Regions from separate parts of the Sus scrofa genome. Here region 2 is linked to region 1. Evidence: chromatin contacts called from public HiChIP or PLAC-seq data. All regions are on one chromosome and are shown on one strand. The core of a region is the stretch at or near the end of the contact, and the rest is flanking DNA. Distances in the headings are between cores, read along the strand shown. Region 1 has its middle 55 kb from the start of ENDOD1. Region 2 has its middle 76 kb from the start of MIR7143.

Region 1 (7,778 bases), core at 1,747-4,246:
AGGATCTGGCGTTGCCATGAGCTGTGGTGTAGGTCGAAGATGTGGCTTGGACCTGGTGTTGCTGTGGCTGTGGTGTAGGCCGGCGGCTACAACTCTGATTTGACCCCTAGCAGGGGAACTTTCCTATGCCACAGGTGTGGCCCCAAAAAGACAGAAAAAAGGAGGAAAGAAAAGAAAAAAGGGGACAATTTTTTTAAAGGGGGCAATTTTTAAAAAGCTGCCAAAACATACTCATGCTGCCAGTACACCATGCTTCTGCCCTGTGCACCCAAAGTGGGAACCAAGAGTGAATAAGTCCCTGAACCCCCAGGCTTCATTCTACCTTCTCTTTGTCCTTTCTAAATATCTGCAGATTCTGCTTGAGGCTCCCAAAGACCTCTGATGGCCTGTCTCCAGAGGATTTAAGCCTGTGATCACAGAAATCATTTTTGGCTTCAGTTCTAATAGAATTTTCAACAATGAAATGAATACTTTGTGTACTATAGGAAATTTAAAATATGTTATTTCATTCACTCTTCATAATAGCCTGCCAAGATAAAGAATTATTATGTCTATTTTTGTGGAAGATGAATCTGAAGCTCAGACAGGTTAAATAAGTGGTTCAAGGTCACACAGTGAGTGTCAGAACTGGGATTCTGAGCCAGATGGGAGGCTACACACGTTTCACTTGACCATCCTGCCTCAAAGTTACTGAGGTCCAAGGAGTTCCTGTCGTGGCTCAGTGGTTAACAAATCCGACTAGGAACCATGAGGTTGCGGGTTCGGTCCCTGCCCTTGCTCAGTGGGTTGACGATCCAGCATTGCCCTGAGCTGTGGTGCAGGTCACAGACGCGGCTTGGATCCCGCGTTGCTGTGGCTCTGGCGTAGGCCAGTGGTTACAGCTCCTATTCGACCCCTAGCCTGGGAACCCCCACACGCCAAGGGAATTGGCCCAAGAAATGGCAAAAAGAAAAAAAAAATGTTACTGAGGTCCATGAAGTCGGTATATTATTACCCTGGCCTTCCTTTTGGTCGATCCACACAGTCGGGATCCATCAGAGGTTGCAGATTTTGCATGGATCGGTTGCCCAGTGAAGGGCATTTTATTTGTATTTATTGAGTTCAGTCTGTGTGTGTGCGTGTGTCTTGGCATCCATATAGCATACAAGCCTCCTTCAAATATATTAAGCTTTCCATGTGTACTGAGGCATCCGGCAAGAAGTGGTCCATTGCCAGTGCAAATAGAGGAAGAGTGCAGGCAGCCTTGTTGGGGTGGCGGTGTTGGGAGAAGAAGTTTGTGAGGAATGGAGCTGTCAGTGCAGATACCTCACCTATGCCTCCCCCCAGATAACCAGCACCCCCATGTTAGTATTTACCCAAGGAGCCATGCAGTCTCTACTGTGGGTCTGTAGTTCTTTAGCGACCCCAGAGCCATCACCCACTGCCCTGTGCCTTTGGCCGTCATCCTTGGTCTGGGACCGGCTCTATCCTGTGTGGATGCTGCCAAATAGTTCCTCAAAGGCAGGTGGGTGTAGCCCTTATCCACAGCACCCCTGAGGCTCAGGCCTCGTGCAGAGTGGCTGGGAGAGCCCAGGTGCTCCTGGGTCCTGGCAGTGCTCTGAGAGGTGGGTGTGAGCGTTGAGGGAAGGCTGAGCCGCAGGAGGGGAGAGGACCATTCTGGAAGCAACTGCCAACAGAAGGCACTGTCCTCCCAGAACCCCATGAGGAGGCAGAGGGCCCCCCCCCCCCCCCCCCCCCCCCCGTGACACTGTGACCACTGCTACCAGGCAACCAAGGAGATGAGTGAAGGAGAGGGGTGGGAAAATGTTATTGATTGGGGCATATGGAAGAACTTGAGTCAAGCGAGTGCCAGGGACAATGTCAAAATGGCATTGACCCTCCACCCTGGCCGATGGAAAGAAAAAAAAAATTATATACGTATACACAGTTTCTCTTAAACAGCGCTGAGTTAGAGATTCCCCTCTGCCTTTTACCGTCTTAGGGCCAGGCACATAACCTAAGGGCAGGTCATAATTCTCTGGATAAGGCTGTCGGGGAGGAACCCAAGGCTGACACACACCCAGAGCGCTGGAAAAGTTAGCGCCCTTCCCGCCCACCCCTGGGAAGGCTTAGGAAGGCTGCTTTGCTTTCTGCCCAGGCCGAGGAAGAGCTCTCAGGGAGAGTGAGGCTTGGCGATGTCCTCGGAGTCCTCTGCGGGGCGGGCCCTGCCAGGATGAGGGCAGCATCCTCCGGGAGGGCGCGCTACAAAGAGGCATTGTTCCGGGAGAGCTCGCTGCGGGGGCGCTGGCTCCGCCGCAGGCCTGGGTGTGGGCGGGTTTGCTCCCCTCCAACCCCCAGGAGCAAACACAGTGGCCAGCCTCCAGCAGTAGTTTGTTAAAAATCAGGAATGCGGGACAGTGCCAGAGACCGTTTATTTTCCCTTGGGGTGGGCCGGAGAGAAAGCCGCTCCCTTTCTTGGGAGGGATCCAGTCTGTCCCGCCTTGCGAGGTGGCTGACCCAGTTCCCGAGGTTCCCAGGGAGGCGGCCAGGTGACCGCACCGCCCCTTGCTCTGGGCGACTGCGTGCCTTTCCCAGTCCCACGCAGCCTGCTTTTTCCCGCGCCGAGAAGAGATGCGATGACTCCCGGGCCCGAAGCCGGGATAAACTTAACCCACTCTCACTCCACGCTAGTGTAAGGAGATGGAGCGGTGCTCGGTCTCGAAAGCGGGCGATTGTGCAGCTGCGGAGGACACACACACACAGACACACACACACACACGCACGCACACGATTCCCATCGGCAAGGAAACCCGGCGCCTCCTTTGGCCACTCCCCAAGCCCCATGAGGGCGGTGGTGGAAGGAGCTACTTTTCTAGGAAGAGGGCTGCTGGGTCGGTAGCCCTCAATTCTCTATTTGGGGGTTGTCCGCTGCTCGGGGGCACCCCCTCCAAGGCTCTAAGGAGGAAAGGACCAGGGTTTAAGGAGCTTTTCTTCACCTTTATCGCTGTCTGCCGCGCCCGCCTCCAGATGGCGCTCCCCGTGAGGGCAGCGGGTCGAGTCCGACGGCGAAGGCTCCAGTCTGGGGTTCGGCCTGCGCGGGAGGAGCTGCGCGTCCGAACACGGCTGCCCCCACCACCCTAGACACCCACCCGGCCCCTGCATCTCTGTGCCACTCGGCGCCGGGGGGTGAGGGGTGGGGAGGGGCGGAATGAACCCAAAGAAATAGGCAAAGGCCAAGGGGCACTGCCAGGCTCCTTCCCGGTGGCCGGATCGCGTCCTTCCTCCCCTTCCAAGGGCTGGGAGAATTTGAGGGTCAGAGGGAAGACTTGGTGTCTTTCCAGAAAGTTGCACTCTCATCTCCCCAATTCTGCATTGCCCTCTGGGCCTCTTTGGACTCTCTGAACCCCCTGGTGGGATCCGATCCCAGTCCAGGAAGTCAGGTGGCCTGCGGGAGGGCAGCGCTCAGCTTAGGGGGTCGGGGCCCCGCTCGCCCTCTCGCGACCCTACCCAGGGCCCCCGCGTGTGGAACCCGCACATCCCCGACGGCCTCGCTCGGATGACCCTCCTGGGAAAGGCTGGGCGAATCTAACCACGCGGATTGTCATTTATTAATGGACACCAAGAAAGGGAAGCTGGGGTCCGCGCCTGTGAGTGCCTCTGTGGGTGCCTCCCCTCCCTGCAGGCAGGCCCCAAGGGGAGGCCAGAGCAGGCAAAGCTTCTGTGAGCTCAGAGCAGGGGAGTTAAAGGAATCAAAGGTATGGGGACATCAGCCTCGGACAGCCTGTTAACCCATCTCACTGTGATCAAATATTTACATGAGCTTCCTAAGGCTCGCCCTTACCTAGACCTGCGTCTCCCCTTTTTAGCGAGATGGGGCGCATCGCAGATGCAAGCACGCCGCTTACAGTGTAGTCCAGCCGTTCTTGGCCTATCGGCTTATCGGCCAATTTCACAGGTTCGCCGGCAGAGGGCAACCTTATTCCAAGTTCTCGGGCGCCTTTAGGATCCGCTCCTCTTTCCACCCAACTGGCGAGGTGAGACTAAGTCTTCCCTGTTTGCAGTCGTTCCTTGCTCATCTAGCGTCCCCCGGAAGATCCAAGCCGCCCCCTCACTTGCGGAAAGTCCTAGGGAAGAGCGGCCCTGGGCATCGTGTCTCTAGCACAGCCAGTGTGAGCTGGCTCTGTCCGGGTGGCTGTCCTTTTATTCCTCCTCCTGAGAACTGTTTGCTTTTTAAGGAAGCATGGGCGCCTGCAGGGAGACAGAGAGAGGGGAGGATGGCTGGGCAGCCTCTGAGACAGGCTGAGGGGAGGTTTTCCCTGTTTTGTGAGATCTCTTCAGTTTGCACTTCAGTTAGCGTGCGGCAGCCTCTGCTCTGTGTCAGGCACTCGGTTGAGCGTTTTCCTTAGAGGCACAAGCCCTGGGCTTGGAGCCGCATGCAGCGGGCTTCTGGCTCTGCCTCTGAATTTCTTCTTATAGCAGCACATCTTGTTCATAGCGTTTCCCACTATGCAATTAAATGCTAGTGTAGTCGTTTCATCCATTCAGGACATATTTCTACGTGCCAATATATGACCCCTTGCTGAGCTTGTAGTCAGACAATAGGCAGTAAATGTAATAACGAGAGCATGTCTGTTGGGAGGGGGCCGATTGTACAGAGCCTTGCAGACATTTTATGGGCTTTAATGTGAAAGAAATGGGGAGCCAGGCCTGGGTTTTGCCAGACAGCTGGGTGCTGACTCTTTACAAGGATCACACTTGGCTGCGAATAGGAGATAACAGCAAAACCGGGGCCACGGAGGTGATCCAGGGAGGTTCTCTCTGGCCAGGGGTGGTGCTGGAACTGGTGAGAAGTGCTCCGATTCTGGATATGGTTTTCAAAGTAGGAGAAAAAAGATAGAGTTGCTGCTGAATGAGACTGGAAGATGGTGGAGAAGAGCTGAATTTTGGACCTATCCAGTGTGGAGTGTCTATTAGAAAAGCTAGTGGACAGGTCGGCTAGGCAGACACTCGTGTGTTGGGAGGGCTGAGCTGGAGACAGAAAGGCAGGGCTGGGAGTTCCCGTCGTGGCGCAGTGGTTAACGAATCCGACTAGGAACCATGAGGTTGCAGGTCCGATCCCTGGCCTTGCTCAGTGGGTTAAGAATCCGGCGTTGCCGTGAGCTGTGGTGTAGGTTGTAGATGCAGCTCGGATCCCGCATTGCTGTGGCTCTGGCGTAGGCCGGCAGCTACAGCTCTGATTGGACCCCTAGCCTGGGAACCTCCATAGGCCGCAGGTGTGGCCCTAAAAAAAAAAAAAAAAAAGAAATGGAGGACTGTGCCGAAAGCTGTGAGGTTGGAAAGATCACCGAGGGATGCGTGGGACTCAAGAGTCTAAGCACTGAGCCTGGGGTACCATCACACACATCTAAAGGGAGCCTATTCTCCCTGCCTGGCTCCAGCTCCCATGATCCTCTCTGGCCCACAGCTCAGCCACAGGACCTGCTCAGAGAGCATCTGTTAAATGGACAAGCTTACCTCTGGCTCCTGTTTGCATCACACAAAATGGCCATAAACATGGGACTCACCTCATAAGGTTGTTGTCAGGAAAATTTAAACGAGGCAATGAAAGTGAAAATGCCTTACAAGCAGTAGGCACTCAGCGTACTTTAGAAATGCAGTTTTGATCATCTGATTTTCTTCTCTTGTGTGTAACTCAGGTTTATATGAATTTACAGCTTATATTTCTTTCTTTCTTTTACGGGCCCACCTGTGGCATATGGAAGTTCCCAAGCCAGGGGTTGAATCACAGCTGCAGCTGCAGCTGAAGCTGCAGGCCTAGGCCATGACCACAGCAACACCAGATCCGAGCCGCATCTGCCACCTGATCCTAAACTCAGTGAGCCAGGTCGGGGACCGAACCTGAATCTTCACAGAAACGGTGCCAGGTCCTTAACCTGCTGAGCCACAGTAGAAACTCCTGCAGCTTATATTTCTTAAAAGTATCTTCACAATTAATTCCTTATGCCTGCAGGGTAAACAGTCACTACTTAGTCCCCGTGATGCTTCTCATACCTCTGTCACAACAATGGACAGTTTCCTGTGTGTTTGACTTAGGCCACTGTGAGGTTGCGATTGCCTTTAGGAAAGCTTTTTATTTTTTTCATGTCTTTGTATCTGATGTGGTGTTTGCTTCATAAACACATATATGAGTGAGTGACTCATCAATAATCACTGTCACAGCGATTTTTTTTTCTTTTTATGGCTGCTCCTGTGGTATAGTTCCTGGACTAGGGTTCAAATCAGATCTATAGCTGCTGGCCTGTGCCACAGCCCCAGCAACACTGGATCTGAGCTGCATCTGTGACCTACACTGCAGCTTGCGGCAATGCTTGATCCTTAACCCACTGAATGAGGCCAGGGATCAAACCCACATCCTCAGGGACGCGATGTTGGCCTCTTAACCCCCGAGCCACAACGGGAATTCCTATCAAAGTGATTTATGGATATCAAAAACTATTTCAAAGATGAGAAAATAGATTCACAGAGGTGGCTGCCAAAGTCACCCAGCTAATGAAATATTGAAGTCAGAGCTCCAGAGAGGCAGTGAGGCTGTGCCTTAAGAAATCTCTTGGCAACTAACTGGTGAAGCCCAGTCCTCCATGCTGCCCTTGCCTTGTCTTTTCAGTGCCAACCAGGGTCTTTGAACTCTCCCTCAAACGATCCTGCAGGTGGCAACAGAGGCCATGGAAAGGGGCACCATCCCAGACAGCCCCCGTCTGAGGGTGTGTGGAAGGAAGGCAGAGCTTTCTTTTCCTGGGGGTGGGGCAAGGTGACTTGAAGAAATCCAGGCAAGAGAGAGCATCTGATGTCTCCATCATGTGTAAGTAAGAAATTCGCTAGACATTTGCAGTGTTAGCACTAGTCATAACATGACATGAAAAAAGGAAAAAAACAAATGAAAATAAAAGGATATCAAATAACAAAATGAAACCTTATGTTTGGATAGGAAAGCCGTTTCATCAGTCCCAAGTCACAGTTAGGAGGGGAGGGCCAGTCTCAGGCCACTGCCCCATGCGGTCTGCAGAGCAGGCTTCTGCCTGGGGGCTGAGCACAGAGGAACCAGATGTAGGTCGGGTACATTTGACGTGACCCAGAGGCTCTTCGGTCAAGGGTGGATGGCCATCTGGAGAGTCAGAGCTTCTGGCTCGTGGGGCTGTGTCCCCAGCTCTTCCCTAAAAAACAATTATCAACAGCTGATTAAAAAGCAGAGGAGGAGTTCCCTGGTGGCTCAGTGGGTTAAGGACCTGTCTGTTGTCACTGCTGTGGCTCTGGTTACTGCTGTGGCACCGTTCGATCCCTGGCCTGGGAACTTTCGCATGCCTTGAGCACAGCTAAAAAATAAATAAATAAAATAAAATTGTAATAATAAAAAAAAAAAGCAGAGGAAATTCATAGAGTTTGCCAAGGACAGGAAACTCTGAGTCTTTGCAAGTACCCATGAGGAACAGTGGGCCTCCATACATGGGCAGCCGGGAGATGCACAAGGGGACATTTACCCTGTGCTCAAAATTATAGGGCAGGGACGGCCAGGGAGAGGTGGCTGGAGCGGTGCTGTATGTGGGGTCTCTGTGATAACAGCTCCCGTTTGCGCAGCACCTGTCAGGTGCTTCCGAGATTTCTTCATGTCTCAGGACACAGTAGGAGGTGGTGTGGGGAAGCTGAGGCTGGGAGCTTCTTTTCTAATTATCCACTAATGGTAGAGCAGCAGAGCAAATTGCATGTCTGTGGCTCTTGTGTTCTGCTCTGCTTTGGCCTCACAT
Region 2 (7,778 bases), core at 1,778-4,277, 190 kb after region 1:
GAGGGTGGCCTGGTTGAACTCAAAGATGCAGATGAAAAGAAGTGCATGGGATGGATTTTGGATGGTGTTGGAGGAAGAATCACCAGAATTTCCTGATTGTTCATGTGTGGTGAGAAGCAAAGAGGAATCAAGGAAAACTCGATATTTGGCTTGAAAATGTCAATGCCTGTTTGTGGAAAGCTGGAAAAAGTCTAGAAGGGAAGGCACTTAAAACTTCATCAAGGCTTATCTGAAGAGCTCCCACTGTGGCACCACAGGTTAAGAGCCCAACTGTAGCGGCTTGGGTAGCTGTGGAAGTGCAGGTTGGATTCCTCAGCCCAGCACAGTGGGTCAAAGGATCCAGTAGGTTGCAGCTGTGGCTGGTTTCAATCCCTGGCCCAGGAACTTCCATGTGCACTGGGTGCAGCCATAAGGGAAAAAATAAATAAAAAATAAAAAAATAAAAAAAGCTTATCTCAGAGGTCCCCTGGAGCTATGGTAAGAACAGAGGATTTACTTCATATTTAATACACAAAAATATGATTTATGTTATACTTCTATCTTATATAAAAATGGTAGCAGCTGAGTGCTTATGTTTAATGTATTCTTGTTTTGTAAATAAAATATTAAAAACTCTTTTAGCGAAAACTTTGGGACTTTGGGAAAGTATTAAAGACAGAATTAGATTCATGGAGAATGTTTGGGTCTATTGAAAAGTCAAGAAAAAAATAAAGGGGCTTTCTTGGCCGAATAAAAAGAATGCTGCTATTAAAGGGAAAATAAGAGATGAGGAACATAGAAAGAGCTTAGTACGGAAGTCATCAATCATTTCACTCTGGAGTGGAAGGTTTCACAACCTAGTGGCAGAGAACCATGTCTCCCTAAATAGCATTAATTACATCTTCTGGAAGAAGAGCTGTGCTGAATCCAAGGCTGTCTAGATTGGCAACCAGATAGTTAGCAGCCAGTAGGAGTTTAACCTACATCAGAGACAGGCGTTCCCGAGAGAGTTTGTGAAAAGACTGTCTAATCTTGCTCCCTCTCCACAGTCTGGGCCTGGCGAGGATGCTGGGGGAGGGGAGGTCTGGGCTGGGGGAGTGAGGCAGAAACACAACTTGCCAAAAGTTGCAGGAGATGGAGTTCCGTCGTGGCTCAGTGGTTAACGAATTGGACTAGGAACCATGAGGTTGCGGGTTCGATTCCTGGCCTTGCTTAGTGGGTTAAGGATCCAGCATTGGCTTTGCGGTTGCCATGACCTGTGGTGTAGGTCGCAGACGCAGCTCTGATCTGGCATTGCTGTTGCTGCGGCTGCGGCTATGGCTGGTGGCTACAACTCCGATTAGACCCCTAGCCTGTGAACCTCCATATGCTGCAGGAGCAGCCCTAGAAAAGGCAAAAAGACCAAAAAAAAAAAGTTGCAGGAGAAGATCAGGCGTCAAGAAGGGTTAGTGATGACTCAAAGCTGAATTTCAATCCTAGATCCGTCTGCAGGTCAATTTGTTCACTGCACATCCTGGTTGCCAAATCCTGGGGAGGTGAATACAAAGCAGAGCCAAATCCAAATGGGTAACTGGCCGAAAAACCAAGGTAGGCGCAAGTGATGGGGTGGAAAAGGGGATACTCTGGATCAGGCTGGAGTTGGCCTGGAGTTAGTGAGTTGCCATGTCTGTCATGGGTGGAAGCGTGTCTTGGATGGTGAAGAATTCTTGAGAGGAATGGACAGACTTTCTAGGTCCCAAAGAGCCTCCTGAGTGAGACCCTGAAACCTCTACCTGAGAGAAATGGGGACAGAAATCAGATTTTTTTCTAGATTCCACCTATCCACCCATCCATTTAGTAGCCCCAGAGTGTAGACCCACTAACATATACCAACATCATTAACTCAAGTTAACTTTGAGGAACATCAATGCAAAGAATAAAGCTTTTGAATTTTATTTTTCTAATAGGGGTAGGGTTGTAAAAATGAGGTTTAAAAATGATATCAATGAGGTTCTTTGAGGGTCAGCTTTTAAGAAAAGATAATGATTTGAAGTAGCATAAAAAAATGTTTACGTGTACATGACTGCTGTTCCAGTTCTTAAAGTATGTATTTTTCCAAGTAGGCTTAACAAAATTGCACTGGGATTGTGTTGACTGTCTTTATTTACTAAGCAAACTTTTTCTTTACAGATAGCATAAAACTAAACGTCACCCCAATGTCTGAATTGATTTATTTCTAAAAGTAACAGATTTCCTTTTCATGGAATTGTTTCTATTAACTCTATCCCAGTAAGAAGAAAGGTAAGACAGTTGGGAGGCGGAAAAAAAAAAAAAAAAAAACCGTATTTGTACTGGGGTATATAAAAACTCATCACTTAAGTTGTCTGATATTTTGAATTATTTTGTCTCCACCCAGGTAGATAAATCAGTGTTAACGAGATCTAGAAATCTTGAGAATAGAATTGTAAAGCGGAAGACAGAACACTACCGTCCTTCGCTTGGTTCTAGAAGTTTCCTTGGAATTACAGAGAGCAGTGGTAATGGGAATCCTGATCAGAGGGACGTCTACGTCTCAGAGGTTCCCGAAATAAAGATAGCAATTGTACCATTAGAGGCACAACCCCAGTAGCCCAAATTCACCCTGATGATTAATGACAAGGCCATTAGCGTGGTGTTAATAAGACTTTCCAAGGAGCCAGGCGCCTCCCCTCCCCCAGCTCGGAAGGCAGCCTTCATCCTCAAGCCCAGTGCCCGGATTGTCAACCACAGAAAATACCAGTGGCTCTGGAGGCGGGCCAGAACCAACCCGCTCTCTCTCCTCTGCTCTGGGCCATTTCTCTAACCCCTTTATCTCACACGCTTCCCCACGGGCTGTTTCTCTTCTGGCTGTAAACACACACACACACACACACACAATTCGACACACACACACACACACACACACACGCCAAACCTAGGAGCTCAGCAGAAAACAAGTCCGTGCTTGCAGGGAGCTCAGGAAGGCCTGCCCGGGAGAAGGGGCAGCAGAGAAGCCCTCGTGGCTGCTTGCCCCGGGCTTGGTCTCTTCTCCCCTGCCAGATGGTTTCCAGACCCCTTTCAGTTTCAGAATAGCCTAAAGCCCAGGACGGGCAGGCTGCCTACCCAGAGTGACATCTGTGTTTCTAGGAAGTCTCTCTTCTACTGCGCGCCACACCCTACTTTTCCTGCCCAGACCTGAAAGCCTGTGCTGGGGAGCCTTGCCTTCAGCTGAGGCGATAATCCTCCTCGACATGCAAATCCCCCTGGGAGGGGGGACGCTGCAGCTCCGACATCCTTTGCACTTGAAGGGGGGGGTTTCCAAACCTGGGAGGACACGGGTGCCCTTGGACGCTGCCAGCCTCTACTGCGGAGGACGAAGCTCTTCCTGGCCTGGGTGGGCTGGAATTCTGGTGGTGATGGTTGGCATGAATTGAAGGGCCCGGGGAGAGCGCCCGTGGGGAAGGGCTAAGGCGGGAGACTGGCCCCACCCAGGGCAGCCCTCTGGTCTGGCTTCCTGTAGGAGCAGAGCTGTTTTGCTAGACGGTCCTCTTCCAGAGTAGTGGGCACAGACTGGGCTGGTCATTTCTATATTCTCAGCAGGGAGCACAGTTGCTGAGCACCCTCTCGAGCCCAGGAGACGCATAAGAACTGTGTGCAGAGTGAACAAATGATGAATAAATGAAGGAAGCAAGAAGGACGTGAGGGGTGCGACCTCCCTTGGCAAGAACCACTGTGACCAAATGCCCAGCATGCTCATCCAGCTGGGCCACCTGGAGCAGTGGCATCGGTTGCTGTCCCCTTGGTCCACACTGGCTGGGACTCCTGAATCTGCTTTTGCACAATAGGCACCGGGGCTCTTGGCCTCCCTCTGGGGGCTGTGCCAGGGCAGCTGCTTTCCCACCCCCTCGACTCCCCCCATCGAGTCTCTGCTTTTTTTTTTTTTTTCCCCAAACCTTTCCATCTGGCCCCAAGCCAGGGAGGCCTCTAAGTCACACTCAGAATTTCCATGACAGTAAATAGACCCAATGAAGCCCTTTCCAGCCCCTGAAAGAAGTCTCTTCCAATCCCGCCGTGTCTGGCAGCATTTTTGTTCGCCCCATTTTGATCCAGGCCTGTGGAAGGTCAATGACTCCTTTAAAAATAAGGAAAACATGGACGAGGGCCCAGGGGCTGAGCTGCTGACAGAGCAGTTCTTTGCTGCAGCCCACAGTTCCCTGCTGAAGCCTCACAGAGATTCCATACAAAGGTCTGCCATCTATTATGCTCCAGTCGACCGCTGCATTCAAATGTAAAAACAGATCCTTGGATCAACACCCTATAAAAAGCCAAGAAAAATGTGGCAGTGTTCTTCCCGGGCTCAAGCCGAGAGCTTTCTGGGGGAGGCCAGCGGCGGTACCTGTGTGACTTTCAGGGTAACTCGATCCTTTCAGAATCTCTGCAAGATGGGGCGGTTTCAGGTATTAGCACCCTCACTGTGGACATGTGCAAGGAAAAATGCCCCCGGGCCAGAATCCGCACAGGGTGGGGGTGGGGGTGGGGGCAGGGTAACCCCTTCCAGTCTTTCACTCAGCTCCCCCCCCCACCCCTGGTTCCGGTCAGGACTAAACCCTTCTGGAAAGTGGGGCACTTGAAAAAAAAAATCTCTGCTCAAAACCTGCTCCGAACAGACTCCCCAGCTCACATAAGCCTCCCCAGCTCACACACAGCCACTTTCTTAAAATAAAACAACAAGCTGGAGGCCCAGAGAGCCTGGCCAAACCCAAACAAAAACAAAGTTTCCTGCTTCCTTGGACATTGCTGGCCACTGGGGCTGAACATCCACACAGGAAAAGAAAATATTAGCAGAGTAGGATCAACTGGGATATTTGAAGGTTGGGGAAAAAAGACACCCTCTTCCCCTTCATGCCAGACTGTCACCTTTCTTCCCTCTAGTTCCTGGCTCCGCTCCCTCCAAGGCCCCCAGGAAAGCTTTTGGGCAGCAGGGAATGTGGAGGAGCTGGAATGGTTGGATAACTGGGTTTCGACTGTTAACCGGGTTAATCTGGACTGTGCGACTCTTGCAGGTGCCACACGGGCACTGGCCACACACCCTCTCCCCTCTCCTGGAGGACGGCCAAATGGCTGTTCGCGTTCTGTCTGCTTCATTTGTTCACCTATTGGCAATTACCATGCTGAGATCATTGTTTTTCTCTTCTGTATTTTCAGCTTCGTGTGAACCTTGCGGCAGGATGACTATCTCAGACCCAGCCTTGGCTTTCCAGAGTGTAACAGGTCTTGCTTTGGCTGAGGCTCGGGCAGTTCCTGTCACTGTGCAAAAAGATTTACCTTATGTGTGCCTTGGCGAAATAAATGTGCAAACTTGGCTTTTTGGTCTGTGAGCTCATCTGCTGCCAGGTCCACATTGATCTGGATAAACACACTCACACTTAGCCCCCCTACGCCCACATCTCCCTAGTTTAAGTTTGACCCAAATGGAGTCGACAGTGAGTATCGAATTCTGTTCTCGGTCTAAAATTTGGATTCATTCACTGACTTGCCCCTGGTCTGTGGTCAGATGTCAGTGATGATATTATAGCACATTCCCTGGGCCTAGCATAGTACCTGGCACGTAGAGATGCTTAATGCATGCTGAAGGAATAAAACAAATGGGCAGTTTCCAGGTGGATATCCAGGCTTGGGGAAAATCTAAGAAGAGAAGAAATGACACAGAGGTACTGCTTTCTTCATCTTCTGACGCGGACCTTGGGGAATTAGGGGGAAGGGAGCTGCTTCCGTCTGCCAGAATATGCCTCCTCCAGGTCTGCCGAGAGCTATGTCCTTCTGGTCATTTAGGTTCAATTCAACTATCTTCTCAGACGGCCTTTCTTGACTACCTGTCTCAAGAAGCCTTGCTGCCCCCATGTCGTCACTTTCTCAAACATTCCCCTGTTTCATTGTATCTATAATGCTTTTCCCCACCTGAAATAATTTTATCTTTCTGTTTGCTTATTTATTATCTGCCTTTCCTCTTTAAGAATAAGCTACTTCATGTCTGTCTTTCTATTGTGATGTCCTCAGTGCTTACATTGGTGTCCAGCATGGAGAAGTTATTCAATAAAGATATGCTAAGTGGCTAAGTATCTGAACCCTCCTTTGCCTGGGCACAGAGCCTGGAGAGAGCAATTAAGAGAAGCAACTCAAAAATGAATAGCTCAGCTTTTCCGAAATCCCTCTTTTCCCTTCATCTACTTCTCTGCTGGACCCTGGAATGCCTCATGCTATCTATCCTTGAACATCCAGTTTTCCCATCTAAGCAACTGGTGTTCTGATCTCAAATGCCCTTTCTTTCTGGTGCCAACAGCTCATTCTTGATGATGTGGGCTGGGGATTATGTGCCTCTGACATGTGGACCCTGCTGCTCCCACCAGCACTGTTGCTGACCTGATGCTTCCCTGTCCTGTCCTGCTCACTGCCTTTAAGCTGTCAGCTCTTTCTCACCACACGGCAGGCACATGTGGGAATGGAGCCCTCACACACCCATGGCCTCCGGGTTGAATAGTTTACAGCTCCCCTGATCTGCCTCAGATGCTGCTCCTGCCTCATTCCTCCTCTTCCTACCATCTGTCTCCTTTTTTTTTTTTTTTTTCTTTTTAGGGCCACACCCATAGCATATGGAAGTTCCCAGGCTAGGGGTCAAATCAGAGCTACAGCTGCTGGCCTACGCCCCAGCCACAGCATCACAGGAACCAAACCACATATGTGACCCACACTATAGCTCACAGCAAAGCCAGATCCTTTAACTCACTGAGTAAGGCCAGGGATCAAACCTGCATCCTCATGGATACTAGTTGGATTCGTTTCCACTAAGCCACAATGGGAATTCCCTTTGCCATCTGTCTCCTTGTCCTGTTTTCCCTCTTAAGTTCCTACAAAGAGCTCCAGCTTTGACCTCTGGCTTCTTTCAGGAACCACAATTAGGACTCTCCCTCTGACCACAGAGTGGTCAGCTGGCCTAGGTTATAACCTGGGCCTTCCAGCCTGAATCCCCTTATCCCCCCTCCAGTGGGTAACTGTGTTGTACACCCCCTCCTGCAGCGCATCTTCTCTAAGCTTTCTTCTGTTCCCTTGGATACTACTGTGCTTGCACTCCCTCACTACGCCTCACTGTCTTTTTATGCCCAGTGGTACCATAATTTTAGTGGGCATGAGATTGGGTGCTTTACCCTATTCCTCATGAAATAATCATGATAACATATACCAGTTTTTGGGTACTTTCTATGTGTCAAGTATGGTGAAAAACTCTTTCTGAGATCTTGCTTAATTATCTTAGAAGTTCTTTGAGTAATGTGTCAGTGTAGTAGTCTGCTTGGGTTGCCATAACAAAACATCACAGATGGAGTGGCTTAAGCAATAGAAATTTATTTCTAATCATTCTGGAGGCTGGAAGTCCAAGATCAAGTTACCCACAGGGTAGGTTTCATTCTGAGTCCTTTCCACTTGGCTTGGGGTCAGTGGTCATCTCTATGATTCTTCACACGGTGGGAGGAGAGAGCAGAGAAAGAATGTGAGAGAGAGATGGGAGCAAGGGAGGGAGAGATAGAGAGACAGAGGAGCAGGGCTAGGGGGAGAGAGCAGCGAATGTGTGCTAGCTCAGCTTGGCTCTCTTCTTATAGTCTCTTCTGGTATCCCTGGCACTAATCCTATGGATCAGGGGCCCACACTTATGACCTCATTTAACCTTGTTACTTTACTCCAAATACAATCACACTGAGAGTTTGGACTTTGACATATGAATTCAGAGGAAACACATATATTCATCCCTT

Evidence for each region. HiChIP or PLAC-seq counts read pairs in DNA pulled down with a chosen protein or histone mark.
Region 2: an H3K27ac HiChIP or PLAC-seq map of skeletal muscle shows a contact between it and region 1. The contact joins two enhancer-like sites. A contact is called at or near these places in 4 of 47 Hi-C or Micro-C datasets (embryonic fibroblasts, epiblast stem cells, fetal skeletal muscle and 1 more) and 2 of 2 datasets of contacts at active chromatin or transcription factors (alveolar macrophages and skeletal muscle).

What each region holds. Positions count from the first base shown.
Region 1 is chr9:27,184,940-27,192,717 of Sscrofa11.1, forward strand. No RefSeq gene overlaps it. Among named protein-coding and RNA genes, the nearest start is that of ENDOD1, 55 kb to the left of the region's middle. Within about 2 kb of position 2,997, at least 39 of the 83 cell types and tissues checked have an H3K27ac peak or open chromatin away from gene starts, as enhancers often do. A contact at or near this core is called in skeletal muscle, where this site is marked.
Region 2 is chr9:27,378,789-27,386,566 of Sscrofa11.1, forward strand. No RefSeq gene overlaps it. Among named protein-coding and RNA genes, the nearest start is that of MIR7143, 76 kb to the left of the region's middle. Within about 2 kb of position 3,028, at least 36 of the 83 cell types and tissues checked have an H3K27ac peak or open chromatin away from gene starts, as enhancers often do. A contact at or near this core is called in skeletal muscle, where this site is marked.